2 separate regions of the Rattus norvegicus genome follow, and region 2 is linked to region 1. Evidence: chromatin contacts called from public HiChIP or PLAC-seq data. All regions are on one chromosome and are shown on one strand. Each heading gives the region's core, a stretch centred on a gene start, on an enhancer-like site or on the middle of the called end of the contact. The rest is flanking DNA. Distances are from core to core; before and after follow the strand shown. Region 1 holds the start of Epc2 (enhancer of polycomb homolog 2). Region 2 holds the start of Kif5c (kinesin family member 5C).

What was found. HiChIP or PLAC-seq counts read pairs in DNA pulled down with a chosen protein or histone mark.
Region 2: an H3K27ac HiChIP or PLAC-seq map of oligodendrocytes shows a contact between it and region 1, with 5 times the contacts expected there. The contact joins the promoter of Kif5c here to the promoter of Epc2 in region 1. A contact is called at or near these places in 3 of 12 Hi-C or Micro-C datasets (Schwann cells, frontal cortex and mammary epithelial cells) and 1 of 1 datasets of contacts at active chromatin or transcription factors (oligodendrocytes).

What each region holds. Positions count from the first base shown.
Region 1 is chr3:54,274,213-54,279,088 of GRCr8, forward strand. It overlaps Epc2 (enhancer of polycomb homolog 2), which reads left to right and starts at 2,232. Exons shown (of 14, transcript NM_001108581.1): 1 at 2,232-2,460. The coding sequence starts at 2,308.
Region 2 is chr3:54,439,006-54,443,881 of GRCr8, forward strand. It overlaps Kif5c (kinesin family member 5C), which reads left to right and starts at 2,302. Exons shown (of 26, transcript NM_001107730.1): 1 at 2,302-2,778. The coding sequence starts at 2,653.

The DNA.
Region 1 (4,876 bases), core at 982-3,481:
ACAAGTGTTTTGGAGTTAGCATAGACCCAGATTTGAATCCAGGTCTGCGGTCCTCTCGTACTGGAACTTGACAAGTTATATGTTTGGGTCTCAGTTTTCTTTTTAGCAAAAGTCACAGAGTTTCTCCCTATGCAGAAGTATATAGCAATAAGAATTAAGTGGACTTCAACTACTTGGGACTACACCACACACACACACACACACACACACACACACACACACACAATGTTCACACTTCTTTTTCTGAGTGTAACATTAGGCACAGAGACTAGAAGGAAGCTATCTTTACTGAGCCTGAGAAGGGATGGGCATCTAAATAAAAGGTCTGGATGACTCATTATTTTCAACCACTGTTTCCCCCTGATTTTCAGATCTGCACCCCCATCCCCACCCCCTATTCTGAGAACTTTTTGTTCTTCCTTACAAAGGATTGGAACTACTCCAGAGGGTAACACTCAGAACAGGGCATGCCCACAAGCACGAGAAAGGTGTTGCTTACAAGAAACGGGTCACAGTCTGTTTGCGTTGTTACCAATAACAAGTGGACATAAAACACAAGGCCACTGAATAACGTTCCAAAGTGTCCCTGGACAGACTGGTTAGATTATTTAGATGTAACCAGGAAGGAAAAGCTAGAGACAAAGGGGAGAGAGAGGGAGGAGGGTAGAGAAAAGCAGGGAGAGAAGGAAATAGAGAAAAATGATGGGTGACAACGAAGAAAGATGGTTTTGCTATATTAAGACTTGACAAAGAAATCCGTTTTACTGTTGGACTTTAGCAAACCATCTACCCTTTTATGAGCTAGGTAGGGTGTTTTCCAAGGATCAGAAAGTGGTAAAATTGTTGCACTATGTGGGAATTTGCTTAGAAACACGTAATGCTTAAAGACTAAGAAACTGCAACAAAAAGGTTTGTGTCAACAGTAGCTGGTATTTAATTGAGTCAATTTGATTCTTTTTGCAGTTTTCCCCAACCACTTCTGACCAAAGCAATGTCTCATTTTCTTTGACCTGTCACAGCAACTGTCCATTGATGTCATTTGGTAATCAACCTCCCATCACTCTTGTGTGTCTGCATCGTTTTCTTCAAGTATTTCCATTTTTTGGACTATCATCTTTGCGGCTCCCTTTCAAGTATTTACGATTCTTGCTATTAATTATCCAACAGTTTGGTTGTAACACAGTAACACGCAAGCTAACTGGAGTCCCGAACTTTATTAAACTCTTTGAGTCATCACAGTAACCACTGTTTTTACACACATTTATCTTTGATTAGAGATTTCAAGTGGAACCTTTAAGAACCGGCATGTTTTTGAAATCAAAGAAATGCATGGCATCAAATTAAGAAAGTTTGGATGACAGGTGCAAGTCTGCTTGTTGCGTCCAGCAACTCCTCAAGTAGTAGTCTCAAACTAGGAGCCCTCGTGTCTACCAAGAGCATCCTCCTGGTGAAGGCGAGGGTGCGCTCAGGTGCCTAAAAGAGCTCTGGAGAGCTCTTTTGGACTGGGACTGCCCAAGTTTTCAGAGCGCGAGACGCAGCAGGGCTGTGCCTCTCGGCGTAGGCAGACACAGCGGACTTATCGTACCTCCCCGGGATGCGCAAACCCGAGGCGCGAAATCAGCTAGCAGGCAGCCGGGAGAGCAGAGCTGTCTAAAGGCAGGCTCCAGTGGAGGCCGGTGGCCCGGGGGTGGACCGCCTCCTGCCCCCTGAGGCGGGCGATCCTGTGCTCCGAGCCTTCCCGAGGGAGCCGAGCGCGGAGCCAGTCGGCCGCGGCGGAGGCACAGGCGCCTGCTCCGGAGCCGGGGCCGAAAGCACCTGGCACCTGCCGCCCCGCCTGCGTGCCGAGCGGCCGGCCAAGGGGCACCGGGACTCAGCTCGCTCTCGCCGGCTGGCTAGCCGCGCCGCGCCGCGGAGAGAGTGGGTGGGCAGGCAGGGGAGGGAAAGGAAGGAGGGAGGGAGGGAGGGAGAGGGCGACGCGCGTCCCCGCGGCGGGGGCGCGCTCTCGCGCGGGCTGCCGGGATCGCTCGCCGCCGCTGTGGTAATGTCCGCCATGTTGGCCATGGCGCAGGGAGCGGATCGGGCGGGCGAGCGGCGGATCTAGAGTGTGGAAGCGGCCGCGGGCGGCGGGGGGCTGTTTTTGGGCGGGGTGGGCGCCCATGCTGGGGCCGGGGGCAGTGCGGAGGAGGAGGAGGAGCGGGCCGGCCGTGCTGCACTGAGGAAGGAGGTGGAGGAGGCGGCGGGAGTGCTCCCCCCTCCCCGCCCGCCCCGCCGCCGCCGCCCGGGCTGTTCCTGTAAGGCGGGGAGACAATGAGTAAACTCTCCTTCCGAGCGCGGGCGCTGGACGCCGCCAAACCGCTGCCCATCTACCGCGGCAAGGACATGCCTGATCTCAACGACTGCGTCTCCATCAACCGGGCCGTGCCCCAGATGCCCACCGGGATGGAGAAGGAGGAGGAATCGGTAGGGACTCGAGTGTTTATTACCCCCCCTTCCCTCCTCCCCCCTCCCCTTTGTCAGCCGGGCCTCGCCATTCACAGAGCGCTCTACGCTCGCTGGAGGGCGCCGCTGCCGCTGCGCGCTCCGGACCCTACGCCGGCGGAGTAGCGTAAACCTGTCGGCCGGCGCAGCGCCCGCCCGCGGCCGCCATGTTGTTGCGTCCCAGTGTTGTGATTAGCTCTCGGCGCCGCTTACGCTGCCGTAAGGGGACCCTGCCGTAAGCAGCGACCGGGAATGGCGCAGGGATGCGCCGGCCGCACTTGGCGTACGGCCTCTGTTTACCTTGTAGACATCTCCCCGGGAGCGGGATTAAATGGTCGAGAGGGGTCTTTTGACTAGGCGATATTTTCGTTACATTTTAAAATTCGTGTGTGCATGAAATTGCCTTTGCAACGGTGTAGGAAAAGTAAAGCTCTTTCAAAACATGCATCTCCCTGCTAGGAGGGTGATGGTTTGCGCTGCCCGCCGGAGGAGGTGCCGCGGGAATAGGCGATGCAACCCTGCGGCCGGGCAGCGAACTCCGGCCCGGACTCTGCTTTAGCGAGCCCCTGAACCGTACGCGGGCTTTGCCTGCGGGACTGGCCCTCCTTGGTTGCGCAGAGTTAGGACGGGGCCCCAGTGCTTGGAACTAGCCTCCGGGCCTGCGCTTCCCGTGCAGCGTCCGGGGAAGTTGCATGTGATATGGCTGTTTACAACTTGAGGACTCAGAGGGTCCGCATTGACAGTTGCATTTTTGGCCAGATGTTCAAATTTTTGCCAAATGCTGTTTCCTTCTTCCCAGCGGTTAAATTATACCCAAGACTGAATTTCCTCTGATTTGACATTGTTTACGACTCCGGAGTGTTGTTACTTGTGTGCGAAGTTCATAGTAACTGCACCCTGAAGAATTTCTTCAATGAACCTTCAGTCCCGCCTTATTGTCAACCACGGGTGTATGTGGATTGGTTCCCTTGCTTCTCTGACTGTCAAAAGAAAGCTGGAGGTTTCTGTGATTGGTTTTCTCTTTTGACTATTAATATTGCAGGAAATGCCTTTAAGCCTTTGATTGGCTGCTCGAATTCTGACCTCATTGTGTTGGTGCTTTGACTTAATCACATTTCGCTTTGGTGTTTTATTACATATTCAGTAGAATATAAAATAGGGCTTCTTTTTAATCTTTCAAAAAAAATTAGAGCCTAGCTTTTATGTCTCAGATTTAGATAGAGCTGAATTGTGTTTGAGAAGTTTGCTTATGAGGTTATTGACTTAACCTTTGATTTTGAGTTAACCTTCTGAACGTCTCTCTATAGGTGATCTAGAAACTGCATTTGGTAGCATGATGCTGTCTTTGCTGATCTCATCTTTCTCTCAGCCGTTTCTTTTAGACACGTGTCTTTACATCGTTTTCTTCTCTTATGTTTGCTATCTTTTGCCTAACGACTGTCAGTTGAAAAAATCAAGTGATCAGTTAATCAGTCTGTCATTTCTTCACGAATGTTGTAGTGTGGTGGTTACTGTTTTTACTATCTCCTGTTTGTCGAATATTTAGATCTAAGATACTGTACTAAGAATCTTATGTAAATGTGATATAAATTTCTTTAAATTACTTTTGTGAGTTATAAGTACAGGCCTTTTTTGATACTCAGGTTGTTTTGTTTTTGTTTTTGTTTTTTTAACACAAAGCTATGACTGATATACTAATTTTTTTGTCCTGTGTTAATTACCTATTATAACTATGGGCAGATTTCTGTGAGAGAGAGCTTCATTCAGGCACAAGTCAAGGTTTGCATGAATCATATGATTTATCATTCACACATACCCATATATGCATGCATACGTGTACCTACATATATGTATGGTCAGTTTTTTCTTTTTTAAGACAAGAGTCCTGCTTTGTAACCTGACTGGCCTTAGACTCACTGTCTTCCTGCAATCACTCCCCATGAAATTGTAGCTATGTCCACTACACCTTTTAGCTTACTTTCAAAGAAAACAGGACCGACTTGAATTTGTAACTTCCCCCCATTACTTTTTCTTGATTTCTGTCATTTGTATTTTAATTGATGTTTTTTGAGTGAAATATATTGAGTCTTATTATCTTTTCAGAATTACTTAGGCACTTGTGTTTTCTATGATTTCTGATAGAAGATAAAGTACAGTTTTGTAAATTGATATTGTAAAAACATAAGTGTTATGTTACTAAGATGAGATAGTAGGATATTAGTTATTGAGATGCATGGTTATTAAAGCTATGTATAAGCCAGTGTGCAGAAGTATTCTTAGTTTTTCAAGAAAATATGTATCTTGATTTCATGGAGCTTAAAGTGAGTCATTTGAGGTAAAGATTATGTACAGTATAGGGAAAGTTAGCAAACTAGGACCTTAAGTTAACATGGCAGAT
Region 2 (4,876 bases), core at 1,052-3,551, 160 kb after region 1:
GAAGTATCTGTGGGAAAGACCGCACAGTGAATGAAAGAGAGATCAAGAAAGAGAGCAGAGGAGGTTGAATGTGGTTAGTAACAAACACTCCCATGGTAACTAATCTAGTATCATGAGAGCAAGGGCTTGCTCCTGTGAAAAAGGTATTAACCTCTTCTAATAACCAACCCACCCCTTAAACACCTCAGTATCTCTCAAACCAAGTTTTGACGTAGGTCCAAAGAACAAGAGACTTGCTCAGTGCGGCACAGATGAGAAGGCAGCACCAGAGATTTCCTCCCAGCTACGTTAGCTGTGCTGAGGAGAGAACGTCAGATTGGTTATTGTTTACAATGGCTCAGAATGTTCACTTCAGCGGCTCTGTCTTCTCGGGTAGGCAGGAAACTTGTATTCCTGGGTACAAGTAGAGATGTACGTAATAGATTTATTTCTAAAATTAAAGAAGTCCTTATTTACAATCATTTATTCAGTGCCCAGGAAGAATAACACTACCTAAGATTTGACATATTATATATAATATGCATATTATATAAAATATTATACTAAATGCTTTACACCATACTAAATGCATTACAAGTAATATTGCTCTTAATTTGATTAAAAAAAATTCTGCTAGGAGATATTGCTATTCTAATGCCAGAGAATAGGAGACAGGGTCTGAAGGAAAGTAAGCATCCTGCCACAGCGATGGAGGAAGGACTCATGTTCAGCCGAGTTCCCCACTCAGTGGGCTTTCCTACTCTGCACTCCTATTCAGACAGAACAAAGGCACCGGGGTATTCACTCTCTACCTGTAGTGATACGGACAGGACACTGGGGCAGTAAGTAAGGACAGTCAGCTGCAGATCATCTGGGAAATCCTTCTGTAGAAAGAGTCTTAGGATTCAAAAGTTAGTGTTGACAAAGTCCGATGGGCGCCAGCTTCGGCCAAAGCATTCTTGCGAGACCTAGGAATACATCAGTTTCCTTTCAGGATCTTTCGTACCATGAGGTTCCTTCGTAGAGTTACAAAGCTTTTGACTCTAGGCCATTGTGCTAGAGGTCGATGCTAGGCTAATCCCAGGCAATTCATAGACCTACCACGGTAGGTTTCAAATTCCGACCTTGAAAACCCATACATCCTCATCTCAATTGGAGAACGACGTCCACAAGCTGTTGGCACTTAGTTTGCTGATAGGTGGGAATGCGTCTTGAGTAAGAACAAGGTCAGTTCAGGAACCATGGTCTGGAAGGCAGTCCCAGTGCCTGCCTTTTCTCTGGGTTGGCTGTTTAGTCGATTCTTGAATAAATTAGCAAAAACAAGCTGTATTCTGCTAAGTTCTCCATTTGTGTCGGTGGCTTTGGTCATGTTCTTGTCAACTGTCATTGGGCCACCAAGATGCCTCTTCACTGTTGGGTGGGAATGGGCCAGTTGGGCAGAGCAAAAATGGTAGAAACAAAGCAGGACGAGTGGGATGGAAGAGTTGACAAGAAGTTTGTTACCTGTTAGATCGTAAATATCAAGGGTGTTATAGGAGAAGAGGGAGCCTAAATGAGTAGAGAGAATAGTGACTATGAGGGCCTGGGCCTGTCTTGGATTTGATCTTCTATACAATCTGTTAGTTTCTGCAGGATTCTAAACATAATTAGAAACTGAACTATGATTAGTTGTAACTGAGAGGTCTTGCTTTCTTTTTCCTCTTTTCTTGCTTTTGGTTTTTGAGGTTTGTTTTTTTGTTTGTTTGTTTTTTGTCCCAAGTTGCCTTCTGAATGCTGGGATTCCAAGCATGAACCGCCATGTGACGCTGAGACGTTCCTGACTTCAACCCTCAGGCTCTAAAGTGGCATGCTAAATACGCGGGCATGTTGATTTGTTTTCTCACTTGGTTTTGCAGTGATAAAATCCTTGGTTTTGATCGGATATGAACTGTTATCAATTACGTATGTTCAAGCATTTCCATTATAACTGGCGTCCATGGAAAACTCATTTCCTTCTTGCTTTCCTTAGAACTCTTGCAAAAACTCTACAGCATGGGGGAACGCTCTGTGGCTGTTCAGTTGTACACTGTGTTGATAAATATTTTTTCTTTCAGGAAAAGATGTGAGTTGGTTTTTTATAGAGTTTAACTATGACTCCGATTCTGTTCTTGGTTTGTGGAAACACATCAGTCCTCACTAGCTAACTAAAGCCTTGCCCTCCTCCCACCTGCAGGTAGAGTGGCTGACTACAAGTCCCGGGATGCGCCGCGCTCACACCCAGGGCGAGGCGGATCTCTGCAGTGACGTCACCGTACCGAGGCGGGGCAGAGGGGCGGGCCTGGAGGTGCCGGAGCGAGGTGGTGCTGATGCAGGATGGCTGAGCGCGCCGGAGCCCGGGAGGTCTGAGCCGGGCTGGGATTGCTCCCTAAGCATCGCCTAGTCCGCCCGCCGCTTGGTCGCGGGCAGGTGGACCAGGGCGCAGGACCGGGCTGGAGGTCAGCAGCAGGGCGGCCCAGCTGCTCTCCTTCCCGGCGGCAGAGCTGCTGGGCGTCCGGCGCAGGCTTGCGATGACCTGCTGAGAAGCTGCGGGAGGCGGCCTAGCAGCCGGCAGCGGTTGGCTCGCGGCCTCTTTGGTGGAGCTGCCCAGCCGGACCCCCTATCCCATCCCTGTGTCCCCTCCTGCCGCGGCCCGAGATGGCGGATCCAGCCGAATGCAGCATCAAAGTGATGTGCCGGTTCCGGCCCCTCAACGAAGCTGAGATCCTCCGCGGGGACAAATTCATCCCCAAATTCAAAGGCGAGGAGACGGTGGTGATCGGGGTAAGTGGCCTTGGTGTCTTGCCCCTCCTCCGGCTTTGCACCATTGCTTGAGTGGAGATATTCCGGACGCTACCTCGGACATCCCAGCGGGGCTGGGCTCGCGGGTGAACCGTACGAGAGCCCTTGGTTGGTGACTCCCCCCATGGCGGTGGTGGCGCGGGGCGGCGGGGGAGTGCGAGGTCCGCCATTGTTCGCGGGTGGGGGGCTCGGGTGGGCCTATTGTTCCCACTCTCGCCGCCGCGTGGGCAGTGTTTCTGCTTGCCAGCAAGTAGGGATGCCCAGGCCTTGGTCAAAGTGTAAGCTTTACAACTTTGCAAGATACATCCAGGCATTCCAGGGTTCGATTTGTCTCAAGACCTTAGTCAAAAAGGTAGGGAGGAAAGGTGCAAGAAAAACAAAATCTCCTGGGTTTTGCATAGGTGGTTTCACCTTGCTCCCTTGTGGAAGGTGAGAGGTGTGCTCTGGGTGTCTTTGGGAGGTCTCATGTTTCTTGCTTCCTATCACCCCAATTGTCCTGGATTTGTGCTTTCTCTGTTGGATTCTCCCCAGCCCCCCACCAGATCCTTTCTCCCTAGTGTCTGCCGATAGCCTCATATGCCTCATTTAAGATGGAGAGAAGATTCTCCTCTGCTAAGAGAGGGAGTTCCTAAACAACCCCTCTGTGTCAAGAGCAGAAGTTACTTAAGCGAATCCAGGGTCTTCTTTTTGATCACCCTACCCCACCTTTCCTCTCACATTGCTTTCTCCTACTTAGCTCTCTCAATCTGGCTGCTGGAAAGCGGAGGGAATACTCCCTTGTAGTTCTTAAGGGACTACAAGGACCAACGGAAATAAACTAGTCTCGTCCGCTCCCCCTTTCTTAGCCTGCTCTCCCTAGAGTGTGTGGCCCATGGTGCCCTCTTTGTATTCGAGCCGCGTGGAGAGGGACTGAGTTAATGCGAGCCTTTAGGTCCCCACTGATACGTTCCTGGCATCCCGCTCCAGGCTGCTGATGCAGCCTTCCCGTCTCCAGCATTGATTAAGTGATGTCATCTCCATCACTGAGCATGCTCGGACTACCCCTTCCCCCCCATTCCCCCAGTGACTGTTGTATTTAGGTCAAGTGATTGACAGCTGACAGCTTTCTGAGTGTATAGCTAGAGAACACCTAGCCTTTTTCAAGCGCGTGCCCTGTGGTTCTTCACCCAGTCTGTCCCCAGCATCTTTGGCAAGGTTGTCTGCTGCAGTCACTGCCAGTCACTGCAAACGCCTTGGACTAGCAAGTGCAGGTATTTTCCAACACCGCGGATTAGAGGCCAAGCCCTGGCCTGGGGGCTTCCTCTTGTATTTCGCTTAAGAAGCCCCCTCCTCCCCCTTTGCAGAATATGATCTCTTTCCTTCCTGTTTTCACGGTTATAGGAAAATGTAGAGTTCTGAATGCTCTGTGGATGGGCAGCCACTTACTCTGATATCTGACCTATGGGGAAGGAATGGGATTTCCTCCCTTTCGCTTAGGGTTAACTTGCAGAAAAGATGTGTGCTACAATTATTGATGAGGTAATTCTATACTTAATGGCATATATGGGTTAGTGATACATCCAAGGCAGCCTGGAGCTAGGGTTACAACTCCTAGCCTGAGAGGCCATCATTGTCTGATCTGCTGTTTCCTGAATGAGGTGTGGTTCAAGTGGAGTGGCAGTTGCTGGGGACTTCTAGTCCCTGTCTCTTGGCTTGTAACAATTTTTAAGCTAACAGTTGCTCAGGGCCTGAAAATGTTCTGGTGACCTTGTGTTTTGTTTTGTTTTTTGTCTTCTCTCCTGATGTTTTGAAGGGCCTGAAGTTCTTCTCATACCTACCTCTGCTTCACTCTCCATCCTCTGCCTTCTCCTCCCCCACCTTCCTCTTCTTCTACAAGGACCAATGAAGTAGAGTAATAAACCCTCTGTGCAAAGCAGAGGTTCTTAACTTTAGCACTATTACTGTGAGGATATGCTTATTTCCAGTCTAAGTGTACAAAAATAACACTAAGTTAAGGCAAGTAGACACAGACATTTTAACAGAAGTTAAGGCATCATACAGAAAAGCGTTATCAACTAGCCTGATGACTTCTCAGTGAAAC